Linked DNA regions of Mus musculus: region 1 is linked to region 2. A link is a contact called in public HiChIP or PLAC-seq data. All regions are on one chromosome and are shown on one strand. The core of a region is the stretch at or near the end of the contact, and the rest is flanking DNA. Distances in the headings are between cores, read along the strand shown.

Region 1 (4,538 bases), core at 1,266-3,765, 480 kb before region 2:
ATCAGTATAGATATTTGAAAACTAAATATTAGAATTCCATTAAACCATGAAACATTTAAATTTTTGAAAGTATATTCGAGACGTGTGTTGAAATCTTTAAAGCATGTCTTAGGATGTTTAAAAATGTAAATTTACGTGGGGGATGGAAGTTGCTGAATTGCTTAGATGTCAACTTTCCTCCATTTAATTTATAGACTCAATTGCTGTCAAAGTTTCTATTACCTCTCTGATATAAGTAGAAATTGATGAGTTAGTGCTGTGGAGTTCATAGAATCAAACATACTCTTGTGATCTAATGCAAATACCTGTGCATAGGTATTTATAACAACTATTAGTACTTATTCAGGCTTGGAAGTAGTAAGGAGGCTTTAAAAACTCAGTGATTGTCTAAGCTTCGTGGGTCAAAAGATGAAAAGGAAGATGAAGTGGCAAATTAGGGAGTAATTTTAAGGTAGTGAGATGATCCAGCATGACATACTTATCCAAATCCAGATTCATCTGAGGCAACAGCTTAATATGTGCTGTGCAGACAGGGTGATGATTGTGACAGCACAGAGTCCCCACTTGTAACAAGTGCACCTTGATGAAGGAGCTGGGAACAGAGGACACACACACGCACATACACAGACACACCACACACACATACACACAGACACACATGCACACATATACACACACAGACACACATAAACACACAAATATACAACACACACACACACACTCCTTTTAATTTATGCTCTATTGATCTCAATCTAAAACAGTTCTGAAGCAATAACGTAAAAGTGTTCACCTTTATTAATGAAAACATTTTCTCTAAACAGCTGCAGTAAAATTCAAAAGCTCTAGAATAGTTAAGAATTTTGTTTTTTAAACTAGTACAGGGTTCTAAGACTGTAATAGACAAACTGTGACAGAGATAAATATATATATGTATATATCCCACAGGATGAACTCATTTTGGGAAGAACAAAAGAGGTGAAAGTCATAATATGAAGAAATGATACTATTTGTATCAAATGTTGCCTCTATATGTGTGTGAGAGAGAGAGAGAGAGAGAGAGAGAGAGAGAGCAGCAGAGCCCTCATCTAAGTCTCTTTTTCAGACAGCACACATAGATGTACAGAAGCCATAGATCTAAAGTAGGAGCTTAGACATGCCTTTAGGAGGGTTCCCGATGACAAGTGGATGTTAGCTCTGGATTCTCACCAGCTCTTTACGAGAGTTACTGTCTATTACTACGAAATGAAAATATTGTAGCTTCTATGTGGCATCTTAAAGATGGATACATCTTAACTATAAATTAAAAAGAAAACTAAGCCATCCATATAACAACCATATGCACTGCAGTATGGAAATAGATGTATAAATGGCTTAGTAGTCCAATACTGTACAGAATTTCACTCAGTGTAAGGGTCTGAAATATTATATACATTTTGGTGAACTGGAAACTCACAAAGCATTATCTCAGTTGGCTTAATTGGTGCATCCTGTAAAATTAGTAAATACATTTTTTTTTTTTTGCAAACAAACTGTCGGATTTCAGTTTTAAAGCTTTTTTTTTTTTCCCTTAAAAATATTTAGATGAGTTGTCCAAGGCTTTAATCCCAGCACTTGACAGACAGGGGCAGGTGCATCTCTGAATCTGAGACCATAGTGAGATCCTATTTCAAACTGACTACACACACACACACACACACACACACACACACACACACACACGCACGGGCACACATGCGGTGGCCCATTCAGAAGTTCAAGATGGAATACTTTATGGTGTAGGCTTGCTCTTTCCTTGAGTGCATCCTGATGCCAGGGTACACTAATACAAAGGGTATCCTGGGTGCCACCTAAAACCTGTGAAGTTGTTTTTCCAGGCCCTACTGAGAACCAGTGGCCTTTTCAATAACAACCTGTTATGGAGTGGCCATGGGAAGCCCTGTGACAGAGGGTAGAACACTGCTTTGTTGAGTTAAAAGGAAGAAGCCACCATGACTGATAAGCAGAAATCTTTACAGACATTCCATTCCCTTTTAATAATGTCCCTTGGTTATAGGGACAGCTTCCAACCAGTGGAGTGATTTCAGAAACATTTCAGTGGAATTGGGACAGCTTTAGTCTATCATCCCCTGCTCCCTGCACAGCTGCCTTCCGGGAAGTTCCTTCCTAATGTGCAAGCCAGCGTGAGGTTCCCCGTGGGCAACTTCAGTTCCCTAGTAGTTAGCACCATGACCTTGGGACAGTCTGGGATCACCTGGACCCAGGGCAGCTGCATATAATTTTGCCAGAACCTTCTGAGGAGTCAAAGTTTCTAGCTTTCTTGGCAATAATGTTTTCCATCTGGAGGGATTTCACAGACCCCAGAGTGCCTTGGTATCAATTACTTCCTTAATGCTAAAGAAGTTTGGATAACTCCTGCTAGAGGCCCTATTCCCTTGACAGAGGAAGCACAGAACACAGGTTCTTCCAACCAAGGACCCTTTAAAGGCCCAGGCCTGGGAAGGGGTGGGGACTGCCCTTTCTCACCCACCCTTGGGCGGTGGCAGGGCAGAGCTGGGGAGCACTGTCTCCTCCTCTTTCCCCTGCAGCTGCTCATTTCAGCTGGGTGGACCCGAGGCTGCAACTCCGTGGGCTCCGGGAGGAGTGGATCTGCTCCGGCCAGGATGCCTGCGGCCACCGCCGGGATCCTCTTGCTCCTGCTCTTGGGGACGCTCGAAGGCTCCCAGACTCAGCGGCGACAGTCCCAAGCGCATCAACAGAGAGGTACAGTCCAGGGCGCCCTTTCCCTGGAGCGCTGCTCCTAACAGGCTTCAGCTAGAGAGAAAGAATTGCTGGTTGGGGACCACTTTCTCGCTTTACTTTAGGGTGTGCTCTTCCAGGCGCAAGGGACTGAACTCCTGCAAATTAAGAGTAAGACCCCCCCGAGAGAGCTGTGCGGGGCACAAGGAACACCAAACTGCTCACTAAATCCTGGAAACTGGTCTACGGAAAACTAGTTCTAAAGTTCCCAAGGCAGACTTTTTTATCTTTTCTTCTTTCCAATTGAGAGAAAAACGTTTCATCAAATTAGATTCCGTTCCTGCAGAGGAAAGCTCTCACTCCCACCCCCACCCCCATCCCTGGCGAGCAGCTGTAGTTGAGCTTAGTAACTTTGAGTTAAGTAATTGTTTTCTTTTAACTTTAAGAATCCTGTTTCCAATTATTTACATAAAATAGTTAAGTATGTGGCTAACACCTCCACTCACATTTGTGAAACCTCCTCTCACTCAAAATAGACTAGACTTCTGTTTATTCTCAGACTCCAGTGGTCACAAACACATCTCAGGGGCTTTGAGGGACAACTGTATTCAATGCAGCTAAATTATTCTTATCAGAGCATTCTATTGTTTTTGTGCATACATTTCTGAAAAGCTTGGGAGTCTTTAAAGAGTTAGCAGAGATTTTTACAAGATGCATGCACAGCACCAAGAAACATAATTTGTAACACATTCTTCCAGCAAGCATTTTCCAAAGATGAAAAACCTGAATCAAAATAAAAAGTATTTCAGAAATATGTTAACTTTGTTTCAACGGGTTTGTCCTCAAAAGTGCAAAATCTAGAAGAAAAAGCTTTAGGAAGTTGGATGAGGCTGTATCTGGTAGAGTAGTTTTTCTTGTTTAAAATTAACTGAAACTATGTTAGTAGTTCTCATGTTTAGTAGTTCTCATGTTTGTTCTTGATTTAGACCAGCCCTTCACACAGGACTGTTTAAGAGGATATAACAGATAGCATAAGCCCCTCACCATAATCTTTGATTATACTTCCTAGAATAAAAATGACTCCCAGTTTCTCCAGATAACCTTCTATTTTTGCAGAGGTGAAATCGGGTCAGTGTGGTGCAAATAATAGAATTACTGAGACTGCTTTGGAGAAATATCCTTGGCTGTTAGTTTGAAAACAAAAAGTGCCACATTTAACGTTTGTCCTTTCTTCTATTGTGATTAACAATAGGTGATTCTTTAATTCTACTGGGTAGCTGGGAGAGATAGGCTAGGTCTTTCTTTGCACTGCTCTCTACTTCCAATAAGGCCAAAGATTGCATTCTAGAGTATAGTCCTGTACTGAGTTACTGAGAATTCTCTTTCATGTGTGTGTTCTTCCCCGTGCTCTTTTTTTTTTTTTTTTACATTTATTTATTTATTTGTAGTGGGGATATACAAATGATGTGGTGAATGTGTGTGGTCAGAGATCAGTTTGGAAAAGTCAGAACTCTTTTCGCCCTCTGAGTTCTAGATATACAAACATGACATTAAGCTTGGGCAAATACCCTTAGTCAAGGAGCCATCTCCTCTCTCCCCTGGGCTCTGTGACTGTCTTTGTTACAGTCATTTGCAGTGTGTTTGAAGAGTGGGTCTAGGATAAGTGATTTAAATTTATTAATAATAAAAAGTATATTTAAAATACATTTATGATGGCTTAAATTAGTGTAGCACCTTATAATTTAATGTTCTTATACAGAAGCCATATACCCTTGGACCAGAAGATCTATTTTCATCTCTGT
Region 2 (4,568 bases), core at 503-3,002:
TTTCAGTTGGACATAAACATTTTTTAAAAAATAACATGTAGTCAGTGGACAACGAGGTTCCTGGCAGCACTCTCCGGGAGGCTCTACGCGTGAGCACCATTAGTAGCAAAGGCTTCGGTCATTCTCTTCCTTATGTCCTAGAGTTTATGAAAATGACCTTGATAGTTCTGAAATACCAGTCTTTTTTTCATTTTTATCTATACTGTTTTTTCATAATTTATCTATTATTTGAAAATTTAAGATACTATCTTGATAATTTACAGTGTTTGAAAAACTATATCTTATATTTTTGGTTGTGAGCCTAGCCTTTAACGGCTGAGCCATCTCTCCAGCCCAAAACAATCACCCATGGAAGGAGTTACGGAGACAAAGTTTGGAGCTGAGACAAAAGGATGGACCATCTAGAGACTGCCATATCCAGGGATCCATCCCATAATTAGCCTCCAAACGCTGACACCATTGCATACACTAGCAAGCGTTTGCTGCAAGGACCCTGATATAGCTGTCTCTTGTGAGACTAGGCCAGGGCCTAGCAAACACAGAAGTGGATGCTCACAGTCAGCTATTGGATGGATCACAGGGCCCCCAATGGAGGATCCTAGAAAGTATCCAAGGAGCTAAAGAGATCTGCAACCCTGTAGGTGCAACATTATGAACTAACCAGTACCCCGGAGCTCTTGACTCTAGCTGCATATGTATCAAAAGATGGCCTAGTTGGCCATCACTGGAAAGAGAGGCCCATTGGACTTGCAAACTTTATATGCCCCAGTACAGGGGAATGCCAGGGCCAAAAAATGGGAATGGGTGGGTAGGGAAGTGGGGGGGGGGGACTTTTGGGATAGCATTGGAAATGTAATTGAGGAAAATACGTAATAAAAAATATTAAAAATTTAAAAAAAAGAAAGTGGGAGTAAAGCCCTAACTGTAAATTCTAGTGAATCTTACCTAAAAAAATAAAAGCAGGGTACTAAAGTTATGATCAATGAGGAACAGTGACCATTCCTATTTAGTCATGAAATGGGTGGGGTATTTTTTTGATATGTACAAGGATGGGGAGATGTCTACCCTTTGACGAGCTTGCAGAGTAGCCTCATTTTCATTATATATATTACTATAACAGCGACCCTATCTAAAAATAGTATCCCATAGATTGTGGTGGAATCTGGCCCAGCTGTGTGTATAAAGCCAGCTCCTACTAATCTTAACAGCAGGACCAGCCTAGCAAGAAAGGTCCTTGTAGCAGCGGCTGCTCTCTTTCTTGCTTGTAAACTACAGCTACGCTGATTGAAATGGGAGCCTCGATAAATGCAAAGATCCTTTTAAACTCAACTCAGTACCAGCTTATGAGCTTTTGTTAAAAACTCTCTGCAGTGAACATTTGCTCATTCAGAGTTTTATAAGCCATTGATTGATGGGGGGAGCGGGGGAGGCGGGGAAGGATAAACAAACCAAAATTTTAGTGCATACTAATTTCTCAATAAAGTACAGCAAATCTTAATATTTACCTACATATCTGGCTTGGCAGTGAGTGAGTTAACTGCCCACTTATAGTAGTTTCTGTTGTATTGAGGGTAGAAGTGCTAAGTATGTGGTATATACAGGAACAAAAATGTGCTCTGTCTGACCCTAGGATGACTGCTAAACCATTTACTAAGATGTACATGGTCTGAAATCTTTTACAGCACCTGCTATCACCGCAACGGGCACCAGAGAGGCTCATTCAGTTGGCAGAGGGCAACGTGAACACACTTGTGATGGAAACAAATGAGCTGCTAACCAGAGTGAGTTGGGAAATCTGTGACTGTCCCCAAAGCACACACATTAGGGACCGGGTTACCTTCAAGTTAAAGTAAACAACACTCACGTTCTGAAATCTTCTTTCCAATTCACAACTTTTTCCACGAATTCCAGGAATAACGGTTGGCTAACTCTTCTCCAAAGGAATTCTTTATTTTCCTGTGCTCTTCTCCAAATGCACAAACAATAAATCAAGAAACAGGGTTGACATACTTGACACTGGTCAGGAGAAAAGGTTAAGGATGGCTATATACTTTGAGGACCCTATCTAGCAGACTCCACTGTGAAAGATGTTTTTTTTTTCTTTTAATCAGTTCTAAGTATCAAAAACTCCGTCCTTGATTGTGTAAAGGAAAAGAAAAACAGAGAAAAATCCTTGTCCTGTCTTTAATCCTCGTGGAGTTTCTACATTTTTACAGAAATACAGTCACAAGCAGTACTCCTACTTAGAAAATGAAATCTTTACTGTCAAAATCTGGAGCATTTAAGACACCATTTAGAGTCAGGATGTAAAAATCCACACGGCTTCTAGCAGACTTTTCCCAGCAATTGGTTGGGCTAAATTGTCAAAACTGCAAGAAGGTCCTTTTACCACTGGAGGCAGAGAAAAACAGCATAAAGTCTGCCATCTTGTGGCTAGAAAAATGCATGACCCTGGAGACTGGCCTGCAAACTAGGATCCAGGGGACTTAAATGACAAAGAACATTGGATATAGAACAGCTTTGGGGAGTAGCTAGTCTATTTAAAGAAAGGCTTAACAGGGAATAAATTAACAATGGCTTTACTACTTGCTAAAAGTCTGGGAATCTTGAGCAGCTCCCAGCCCCAGATTGGCGCTAGTCCTGCACTTTCCACAAAATCTGCTACTGGATCAGGAAACTTCCACAGGAAAATTAAATGGCTTCTCAGCACACATTGATGAACAACAGTCCTAAGGTTTTAAACCACACTGGAAATCCCTTTTCAGAGACTCAGCTCACCCATGTAAAACATGAAGATAGAGCAAAGCCTCTGCCTGAAGTTAGTAAACTTACACTAGTTTAATTTAACTAGTAATTTTTGACTTGTTGCATGAATGAGAGAGTTTAGTGAAGTTTTGCTAAAGTCAATTCAACTCAACTTATTTCCTTCTGAATGTCCACTCCATCCAAAGCCCAGGTTAAGGGTTGGCAGATCAAAAATAATATCGAGGCTCCAGCCACCCTCCCAGAGCTTTCAGTTTTGTGTGTGTGTGTGTGTTTGTGTGTGTGTGTGTGTGTGTGTGTGTGTGTGTGTGTGTGTAGGGGGTACGAGTGTGTGTAAATGTTTAGGTGTATGCAGAATGGTGTAACTGCATGCAAATACATAATAGGCATGAAATAAATGAACAAAAGCATACATGAGAAATGCCCAAAACTACCTCAGTTTAATGTGGTCTAGAACAATTAAAAGAAAAGTTCATGAAACACAGCATGTCACTTACCCAACAGTTGATTACTGGGTGTCACCCTTGCAAGTTCTATGGCAGACCCACAGATAAACCTGCAAGTGAAGCTGCCAAGGTTCCGGTTCCCGCCCTCCCTGAGCCTGAGTAGCCTCATGATCTCAGTCTAGAAACACAGGACTATTTTACTACAAACGTCAGATCTCTTTTGTGTCTCAGCCCACATCCCTTTTTCTTTCTTTCTTTCTTTCTTCCTTTCTTTCTTTCTTTCTTTCTTTCTTTCTTTCTTTCTTTCTTTCTTTCTCTCTTTCTTTTTTCTGTAGACTCAATTTGTATATTTCAGAAGCCTTTTAAGAACAGTTAAAGGCTCAAAGCAAACTTGAACGGAAAGTGCAGAGAGTCTATACACACCTTCGACCCTGTCCTCCTTCCCCCTCCCCCCCAACTCATAACTACTCCACTGTTCACTTGCCCAGCTAGAATGAGATATTTGCCATTGTCCGTGAACCTACAGTGCTTCGTAATTATCCTCAAAAGTCTGTCACCTGTTTTTCCGTTCACTCTTGCCATTGCACACAAGCAAAAAAAAAAAAAAAAAAAAAAAAAAAAAAAGGCGATATCCAGCATGATCATGTACTAAAGAATAGTTTCTCTACCTAGCTTCTCTTAGCCAGGATGTCATGGAAACACAAAATGCAGCATTTTCAGACTGACTTTTTCCCCTGAATTATTCACACCTCCATCCTTCCATGGCTTAATAGGTCATTACTTTTTGGTTTTGAGGACTCCCTTCACACACCGTAGTTGATTTATCCATGTTTAATGAAGGATGCCTTGATTGCTCCCAAGTTTTAGCATTGTGAATAAACTCATTATAAATATCTCTGTACGGAATTTTGTGGAGACATGATCCTCATTTGAGTAAGCATCAAGCAACCTAATTGCTGGGGTGTTTTTTTCTACAAGTATGTTTAGTATCATAAGAAAGTTCCCATGTCTTCTGAAGTAGGTATAACATTTTGAATTCTCAGCACTGAATGGTAGTTTCTGTCATTCTATCTCCCCAGTGGATTTTGGCATTGTTAGATTTGGAGATTTGGGCCATTACTTATGCTCAGCTTTTGACCTGGGTGCTGAGGATCCAAACTCAGCTCTTCATGGCTATGAAGCAGGCTCCTCACCTACTTAGCCATCTCCCCAACCTGTCTCTGTTAAATTTTAAAAGTTCCTGTAATTGTTTTCTATTGAATAATTGTTTTGTATTCTATGGTTTAATTTCTCATTTTTGTAAAGATACAGGTGTTCCTCATTCTAATGTAGTCTAGTGTATCAGTTTGACTTTGTTCC

The links. HiChIP or PLAC-seq counts read pairs in DNA pulled down with a chosen protein or histone mark.
Region 1: a contact with region 2 is called in an H3K27ac HiChIP or PLAC-seq map of heart atrium, with 9 times the contacts expected there. The contact joins the promoter of Lama2 here to the enhancer-like site in region 2. A contact is called at or near these places in 12 of 39 promoter capture datasets (the 3T3-L1 cell line, 3T3-L1-derived adipocytes, cranial neural crest and 7 more), 1 of 15 datasets of contacts at CTCF or cohesin (the NIH/3T3 cell line), 1 of 484 Hi-C or Micro-C datasets (uterus) and 1 of 115 datasets of contacts at active chromatin or transcription factors (heart atrium).

What each region holds. Positions count from the first base shown.
Region 1 is chr10:27,614,919-27,619,456 of GRCm38.p6, reverse strand. It overlaps Lama2 (laminin, alpha 2), which reads left to right and starts at 2,515. Exons shown (of 65, transcript NM_008481.2): 1 at 2,515-2,760. The coding sequence starts at 2,661.
Region 2 is chr10:27,131,180-27,135,747 of GRCm38.p6, reverse strand. Lama2 (laminin, alpha 2) reads left to right here. Exons shown (of 65, transcript NM_008481.2): 34 at 1,683-1,781. Among named protein-coding and RNA genes, the nearest start is that of Gm40618, 150 kb to the right of the region's middle. Within about 2 kb of position 1,752, at least 14 of the 459 cell types and tissues checked have an H3K27ac peak or open chromatin away from gene starts, as enhancers often do. A contact at or near this core is called in heart atrium, where this site is marked.